2 separate regions of the Mus musculus genome follow, and region 1 is linked to region 2. A link is a contact called in public promoter capture Hi-C data. All regions are on one chromosome and are shown on one strand. Each heading gives the region's core, a stretch centred on a gene start, on an enhancer-like site or on the middle of the called end of the contact. The rest is flanking DNA. Distances are from core to core; before and after follow the strand shown. Region 1 overlaps Gm35837 (a long non-coding RNA gene). Region 2 overlaps Col18a1 (collagen, type XVIII, alpha 1).

Region 1 (3,555 bases), core at 662-3,161, 130 kb before region 2:
GACCCCATGTTCTCCCTTGGTTCCTGATCTCAATTTTTCTTCTCATTGTCGATTCCCTTTGCTAGGCAGTGAGGTGGAAGCCACAGGCCGCCTCCCAGCTGTCCAAGGAATCTGGTGAGATGTCCGAGCCACAGTTGCTTTCCTGTGGGCACTTGGGCATCCGTTTGCCATCTGTTGGGGGGACCGAGACTCCTCGCTGTGTCTGGCAGGGTGAGCCCCTGAGAAGCTCTGTGTCCAAAGACAATGATTTCTCAGGAGTGTCTGAGGTACCTGGCGTGGTGGTTACCCTTAACAAGACAACTTGGTGACATACAGAATCGCCGGAGAGAGGGTTTCTGGGTATGCCTGTTGGGGATTGTCTTGATTAGGTTAATTCTATCAGGAAGACCCATTCACTGTGAGCAGCACAATCGACTGGGCAGGGATTCTAGACTATAAAATGGAGAAAGCAGGTTGAACACGTACATTCACTACATTTCTTTTAAACTATGGATGTTATGAGACCAGCTGACCTGCCTCCTGTTGCTGTGACTTTCTCTCCAAGATCAACTCAGACTATAAGTCAAAATCAATTCTTCACCCCTTAAGTTGCTTTTATCAGCACCGTGACCTGCAGCAGTGAGGAGGGTGGTTTTGAACTTCAGACTTTAAACTGGACAGGCTTTTCTTCCTTACTGTTATGGTCTTTTTTGTTTGTTTGTTTTTGTTTTTGTTTTGAGACAGGTTTTTTTCTGTGTAGCCCTGGCTGTCCTGGAACTCATTCTGTAGACCAGGCTGGCCTCGAACTCAGAAATCTGCCTGCCTCTGCCTCCCAAGTGCTGGGATTAAAGGTGTGTGCCACCACTGCCGGGCTACTGTTTTGGTTACAACTACAAAGGACTTAGAGAACATCTGTGCTGCTATGAGATCCAATAAGAATATAATGGGATTTTTTTCAAGTTAATATCATTAGGGATATCCTCTTTTAAAAGTGCAGGTTAAAGCAAGCAATTTTCTTTTCTTTTTAAGACTTCTTTTATTTCATTTATGTGAGTACACTGTAGCTATCTTCAGACACACCAGAAGAGGGCATCAGATCCCATTACAGATGGTTGTGAGCCACCATGTGGCTGCTGGGATTTGAACTCAGGACCTCTGGAAGAGCAGTCAGTGCTCTTACCCACTGAGCCATCTCTCCAGCCCCAAAGCAAGCAATTTTCAAGTAAAGAGCTGTAGAAGGGGTCTTTACAGCAACTGCCATGGCCAACCGAAGAGAAGCAGGTTGTTCAGAAGAAAGCCTCCTGTATGCTTTCTTATGTGATGCTCAGTAGCACCCAGAAACACAGCAGCCACCCAGAGAACACCGGAAGCACCAGCCCTCCCAAAACTGTGCATGGGAATCTTCAAGGTGACTGACGTTGTTTAAGGAGAAACCTGTAAGGTTTATTGAAGAAGGCGACTGTGGATGGAGTTCTCTGCCTTTTTTTTTTTTTTAAGTTAGTAGGTTTTCTTTTAAAGGGCAGTTTCAGGTTTATAGAAACTCATTCCATGCCAATGATTACCCATTTCATCATCCCACCCATCCATAGAAGGCACAGCACCAAGCGGATACGGATCTATTCTTCTTAATGGATCTGTTATTCCCCGTGGAATACCTTCAGATTTGCCCCCTGTCCCACACTCTGTGGGGCTGGACAAATGTCTAATGACTTGTGACCAGTAGTGTGGTCCTGTTTAGCAGGTTAATGATCAAACAGGGCCTCGTCAAGATTTAAAATGTAACAGTCATAACCTTTGTTATATATATTTTTTCCTTTCTGAAAATATTAGCCTTGGAAGGAAGCGTTTTCACAAGCAGCCACTGTTCAATCTCCAGGCATTCGTCCACAGAGCAGCCTGTCCAACCCTATCTTATCTGAGTTTACAGACACGTCGTCCAGAACTTCCTCCTCTGGGTGGAAGCTGACACCCTAATGGAACCTTTGACTCAGAACACCATTCGCTGGCGCTATGGACTGGAGTTCACGGGGAACGTGAGGGAGGTGAGGGAGGTTGTCTGTGCTTTTCCTGTACATTCGAGTTTGCACACTCACTCGCTCATTTCTGCCAGGCATCTTTCAAACAGAGGTGTCAGACAGCCTTGCCTGCTCCCTTTGAGAAGTAAGACAAGCTTCGTGGGAAGGAACTGGAGTTGTGCGGAGGCTTGACAGGTGGGACCAGGTGGCCCTCTGTCCTACCCTCCATACCTGTTCCGGTCACAGGATGGGGAGGGGGTGTGGGGAGAGAAAGAGAGAGGAAGGGGAATGTTTCTGCTCTCCTTGTAAGGAAGAAAGCCTTGCCTAGTTATCCTTGAAGATTTTTAGTCCCATCCCTTGAGAGGTGGAGGAAGGAGGCTAAGAAATCCAAGGCCATCCTTAGCTACTCAGGGAGTTTGAGGCTAGCCTGGGCTACATGAGACCCTGTCTTCAAAGAAACAATTTTTTATTGTTGTTGTTTTTTGTTGTTTTTCAAGACAGGGTTTCTCTGTATGTGTAGCCCTGGCTGTCCTGGAACTCATTCTGTAGACCAGGCTGGCCCCGAACTCAGAAATCCGCCAGCATCTGCCTCCCGAGTGCTGGGATTAAATGTGTGTGCCACCACTCGTGGCTGAAACAATTAAAAAAAAAATTCTTATTCTGTTGGATATGCCACATTTTACAAGTGTGCCAACTTTCCTAAGTGAAAGTGTCTATACTATTGAGATGTCTTCCTCTGTGGTATCCTGGGCATAGCCTTCTACATAGATTCTCTTTCTGATCGAATCGTATCAGCACAGGAGAACATAGTTCACGGAGAATGAATGTTCTTCATCCTGCCAGGCGTCTCTGCAGAGGGCAGGTGCTTTGCTCTGCGCACCTAGGGAAGGGCTAACTTGTGATTCACTGCCCTCCACCGAGGGCTCTCTGGTGTCTCCCCAGGCTGGGGAAGAAGCTTGATCAAGGGGACCTAGGGGATCTAGTGGGATTCTGGGCATTGCCAAGGGACGGTGGCCTGCCTGTGGCACAGCCTCACTGGCTGCATCAGCACCAGCCTTCCCTGTAGACACTCTCTGGAGAGGGGAGAAAAATCTCCAGAACTACCCTTTAAGATGGACTGAAGAAAAGGGTCAGCGGTTGGAAGCCTCACTGGCTGCTCTTCTAGAGGATCCAGGTTCAATTCCCAGCACCCAATTGGTGGCTCACAACTGTCTGTAGCTCTGGTTCCAAATAATCCATGGCACCAGGCATGTGCGTGATGCGCATATATATGCATGCAGGCAAGATGCCTATACACATAAAAATAAAATAAAATAAATCTCTCACGCCTGGGACAAGAGGGCAACTTTGGTTAAAACTCAGACTGTCCACACGCTGTGGCCAACTGCATCTGGCTTATATCAGCAAACTTGTAACCTGGCCTTTGAATGCCCAACTCCACTTCCAGCTGGTCCGGTTTTTATCGGTCTTCTCCATCGGTTCTTGCAGGCCCCGTAACAGCAAGCCCAGGAATTTGTCTGTGTGTGTAGAAAATCCAAAGAATTTATAGATAAGTCCTGTA
Region 2 (3,136 bases), core at 539-3,038:
CTGTTGACTTGGGATGCTGCCTGGCAGGAAATATGATCTCCATACCTGCAAATCCTTGCTCTCTGAATACTGGACCTGTGCCTGACCGGAGCAGTGCTGGGCTCCCTGGGCATGGGTGCTACTCATGCTCACACACGCACGCACGCATGCACGCATACACGCATGCAGGCACACGCACACACACTCAGATGCTCCTTCTCATACAATAGTAGGGACTTACATGCTTTCCTGGTACTGGCTGGTTAGATATCCCAGAATCCCCTTGTACTAGATACAGCCGGTTTATTCTTCATCTGCTGGTCCAATACTGTCCCTCTAATCTTTTCAGGAGTACAAATACCTTTTCTGTTTTTCCCGACCTAGAGGCCTCCTGCACCTCAGATATGGGATAGCATCACAGAGTCCCCACTATCACAGGGTTGGTCCTGAAGGGTCAAGCCTTGTTTCTGTGTCCCACTGAGGCCCATGGGGTTGACACAGGCCAGGGCTTTCTTTCTGCTGCTCCGCCCCAGAGACTCCTCTCCCATGACCCAGGGCCTGGGTTTCCTGACATGGGTTCTGTTGGCCTGAGGGGTTTGTAGAGATTCTTCTGCACCTTCTCAGGTGCTGAGGACACTGAACTGTGGTGCCACCACCCTCCCACATTCTGGGGATTGCCCAGTAGGCCAGATCCCTTGTGTATATGCTTGCTCATGGCCCGTGAAGAAGGCCTTGCTCTGGCTGGAAATGACCAAGTCAGAGGGTTTGTGAGATGCTTGGTTCTCCTGAAGCCCACCTCCCTCTCCCTTACCTGGGTGCATAGTCATCTAGCTCCTTAACCTACCATAAGTAAGCCAGACTGTGTATATACATGGGTGTGTTCACTGTGGTATGTATACATAAGTTTTACATGTGTGATTGTTATGAAGGCACACATGTGCACACACACAAGAGACTTTGCTGTCCTCAATACTGGGAAGAGTTGTGGAACAGGGAGTATGGGACAGACCTAGCCCAGAGTAGCTTTCATCCCGTGTGTGGTGTTGGGGAAAATTTCCCAGAAAAGCCAGACAGAGCTGAACAGTGAGATAAGGAGAGATAGGGGAGGCATAGGCCAGGACCCAGCTGGGGTACGGAGGTGGGACTGTTAGTTGTCACATGGTCCTTGGGAACGGGGAGGTATGACTGAGGATCAGAAAGCATTTGAATTTGGGACACCAGACCTGTCAGCAAGCATGGGCTAGCCATCACCTGCCGCCTATAGCAAAGGCTTCCGAGCTAGAATGATGGCTACATTTTTCAAATGGCTGGAATAATCCAAAAGTTATTTTGCAATGTGTGAAAAATTGGTATGAGATTCAGATTTCAGTTTCATTAGGACTGCCACGTCCTCCCTTACTGTCCGTAAGGTATTGTTCACACAAGCAGACTGGAAACCCAGAGGCACCTCCACTGGGGCCTCTCTTTGATCAAGTCATTTTGGAATTGAGGAAGCGCCGTCTCTCCTTAGTAAACTGAAATTAGTGAGCGTAGCAGAATACAATTAATGCAAAAATGCAAACACAGAAAGTGTGCCTAAACTCCAGCATTCAAGGTGCCGTCAGACCGACGCCACAGAGCTTGCCCAACAGCCAGCAATCCAGACACCAAGGGCGAGGTGAGGGGCCGTGTTTGTCTCGCAGTGTCCCTGATCCTCGTGACCTCCCTCAGCATGGCTCAGAAGCTGCCACAACTTGAAAGCCAGTTGAGACCCTGCTCCTTAGTCTTGCTGACAAAAGGGAGATTCCCTGGTAAAGTCAGGCTAGGCTAGGGGCCAGCATGAGTCAGAGGCTCTATGTGAGCTCCGCCTCCGGAGCCGCAGGGTCTTAGCTTCTCTCCCTGTTTTTGTGACCAGATATCTGACCAGAAATCTCTTCTGAGAGGGAGACCAGCGTTTATTTTGCCTTGCAGTTTGAGAGGAGATAGCCAGGGCTGAAGAGGGAAAGCTTGGTGGAGACATGAGGCAGCTGGTCACTTTGCAGTCCTGAAGCAGAGGGGACAGGAAGTAGGGGAAGACTTTAAAATGTCAAGACAGGGCGGGCATTGGTGGCGCACACCTTTAATCCCAGCACTTGGGAGGCAAAAGCAGGCGGATTTCTGAGTTTGAGGCCAGCCTGGTCTACAGAGTGAGTTCCAGGACAGCCAGGGCTACAGAGAGAAACCCTGTTGGGGTGGGGGGTGGGGGGTGGAGAGAGAATGGGGATATCAAAACAGTTTGTCAGGAACCCAGTTCCTTCAGTGAGGCTCCACCTCTTAAAGGCTCCACAACCTTCCAAAACAGGGCTACCAACTGGCAGTCCAGGGGCCAAACACCCAATCCCTTGAGGGACATTTCAGTTTCAAATTAGTGATCTTCTGCCTCTGTCTAGGGGATGATCTCAGAGCTGAAGGTACGCAAAACCCCCCGGGTGAGCCCTGTGCACTGTCTGGATGAAGAAGATGATGATGAAGACCGGGTGAGTGTCTGTGGTGGTGGTGGTGGTGGTGGTGGGTCTCCCCACTGTGAGCAAGGCTTCTCAAGCAATAATACTGGGGAAAGCCAGAAGATGCCAGTGGGGTGTCAGGAACCCACGTCTCCAGAGACCTTCCCCTGCCTTAACTTTCCCATCTCAGAAACCTGGGAATTGTAAATGTCAGAGACCGACACCCCCTCACCCAGTGACACAGTATGATGGGGGATCTCCCCGTAGAAAGTGCATGTGTGCACTTGGTTTTGTCTGATGTGTGTTTATGGGAGGGGGAATTATGTCTGCCTGTTGTGCGTTGTGTGTGTCTCTTGATGTTCTATGTGTGTCTGTTGTATGGTGTCCATGCTCTCTCTTTGTCTATGTGGTTTTGTCTGTTGGTTGTGTGCTATGTATATATGTCTTTTTTGTGTGTGTCTGCTGTTATTTATATTGCTGTGTGTTATCTCCGTGTGCAGAGTATCTTTTGTTAAGTGTGCTGTGTGTGTGTGTGTCTCTCTCTCTTGTGTGATGCTGGTGTGTTCGTTTTCTGTATGCTGTGTGTCTCTTGTACGTGTGGGGTGCATGCACACTGTGGTCTGGATGTACTGTGTCTCTGGGTGCCTCTGTTTTCTGTGTGTGCATGCACATAATATGGTGACATTCAAGGAAAC

The links. Capture Hi-C pulls out chosen DNA fragments and counts their contacts.
Region 1: a promoter capture Hi-C map of adipose tissue shows a contact between it and region 2. The contact joins two enhancer-like sites. A contact is called at or near these places in 3 of 15 datasets of contacts at CTCF or cohesin (CD8 T cells and the NIH/3T3 cell line), 4 of 484 Hi-C or Micro-C datasets (the C2C12 cell line, epiblasts, muscle stem cells and 1 more), 2 of 115 datasets of contacts at active chromatin or transcription factors (both in embryonic stem cells) and 3 of 9 other capture datasets (adipose tissue, embryonic stem cells and pancreatic islet).

The regions. Positions count from the first base shown.
Region 1 is chr10:77,219,722-77,223,276 of GRCm38.p6, reverse strand. All of the region lies in intron 1 of Gm35837 (a long non-coding RNA gene), which reads right to left. Among named protein-coding and RNA genes, the nearest start is that of Gm40704, 10 kb to the right of the region's middle. Within about 2 kb of position 1,911, at least 51 of the 459 cell types and tissues checked have an H3K27ac peak or open chromatin away from gene starts, as enhancers often do. A contact at or near this core is called in adipose tissue, where this site is marked.
Region 2 is chr10:77,088,208-77,091,343 of GRCm38.p6, reverse strand. It overlaps Col18a1 (collagen, type XVIII, alpha 1), which reads left to right. Exons shown (of 42, transcript NM_009929.3): 4 at 2,388-2,474. Among named protein-coding and RNA genes, the nearest start is that of Slc19a1, 57 kb to the right of the region's middle. Within about 2 kb of position 1,788, at least 100 of the 459 cell types and tissues checked have an H3K27ac peak or open chromatin away from gene starts, as enhancers often do. A contact at or near this core is called in adipose tissue, where this site is marked.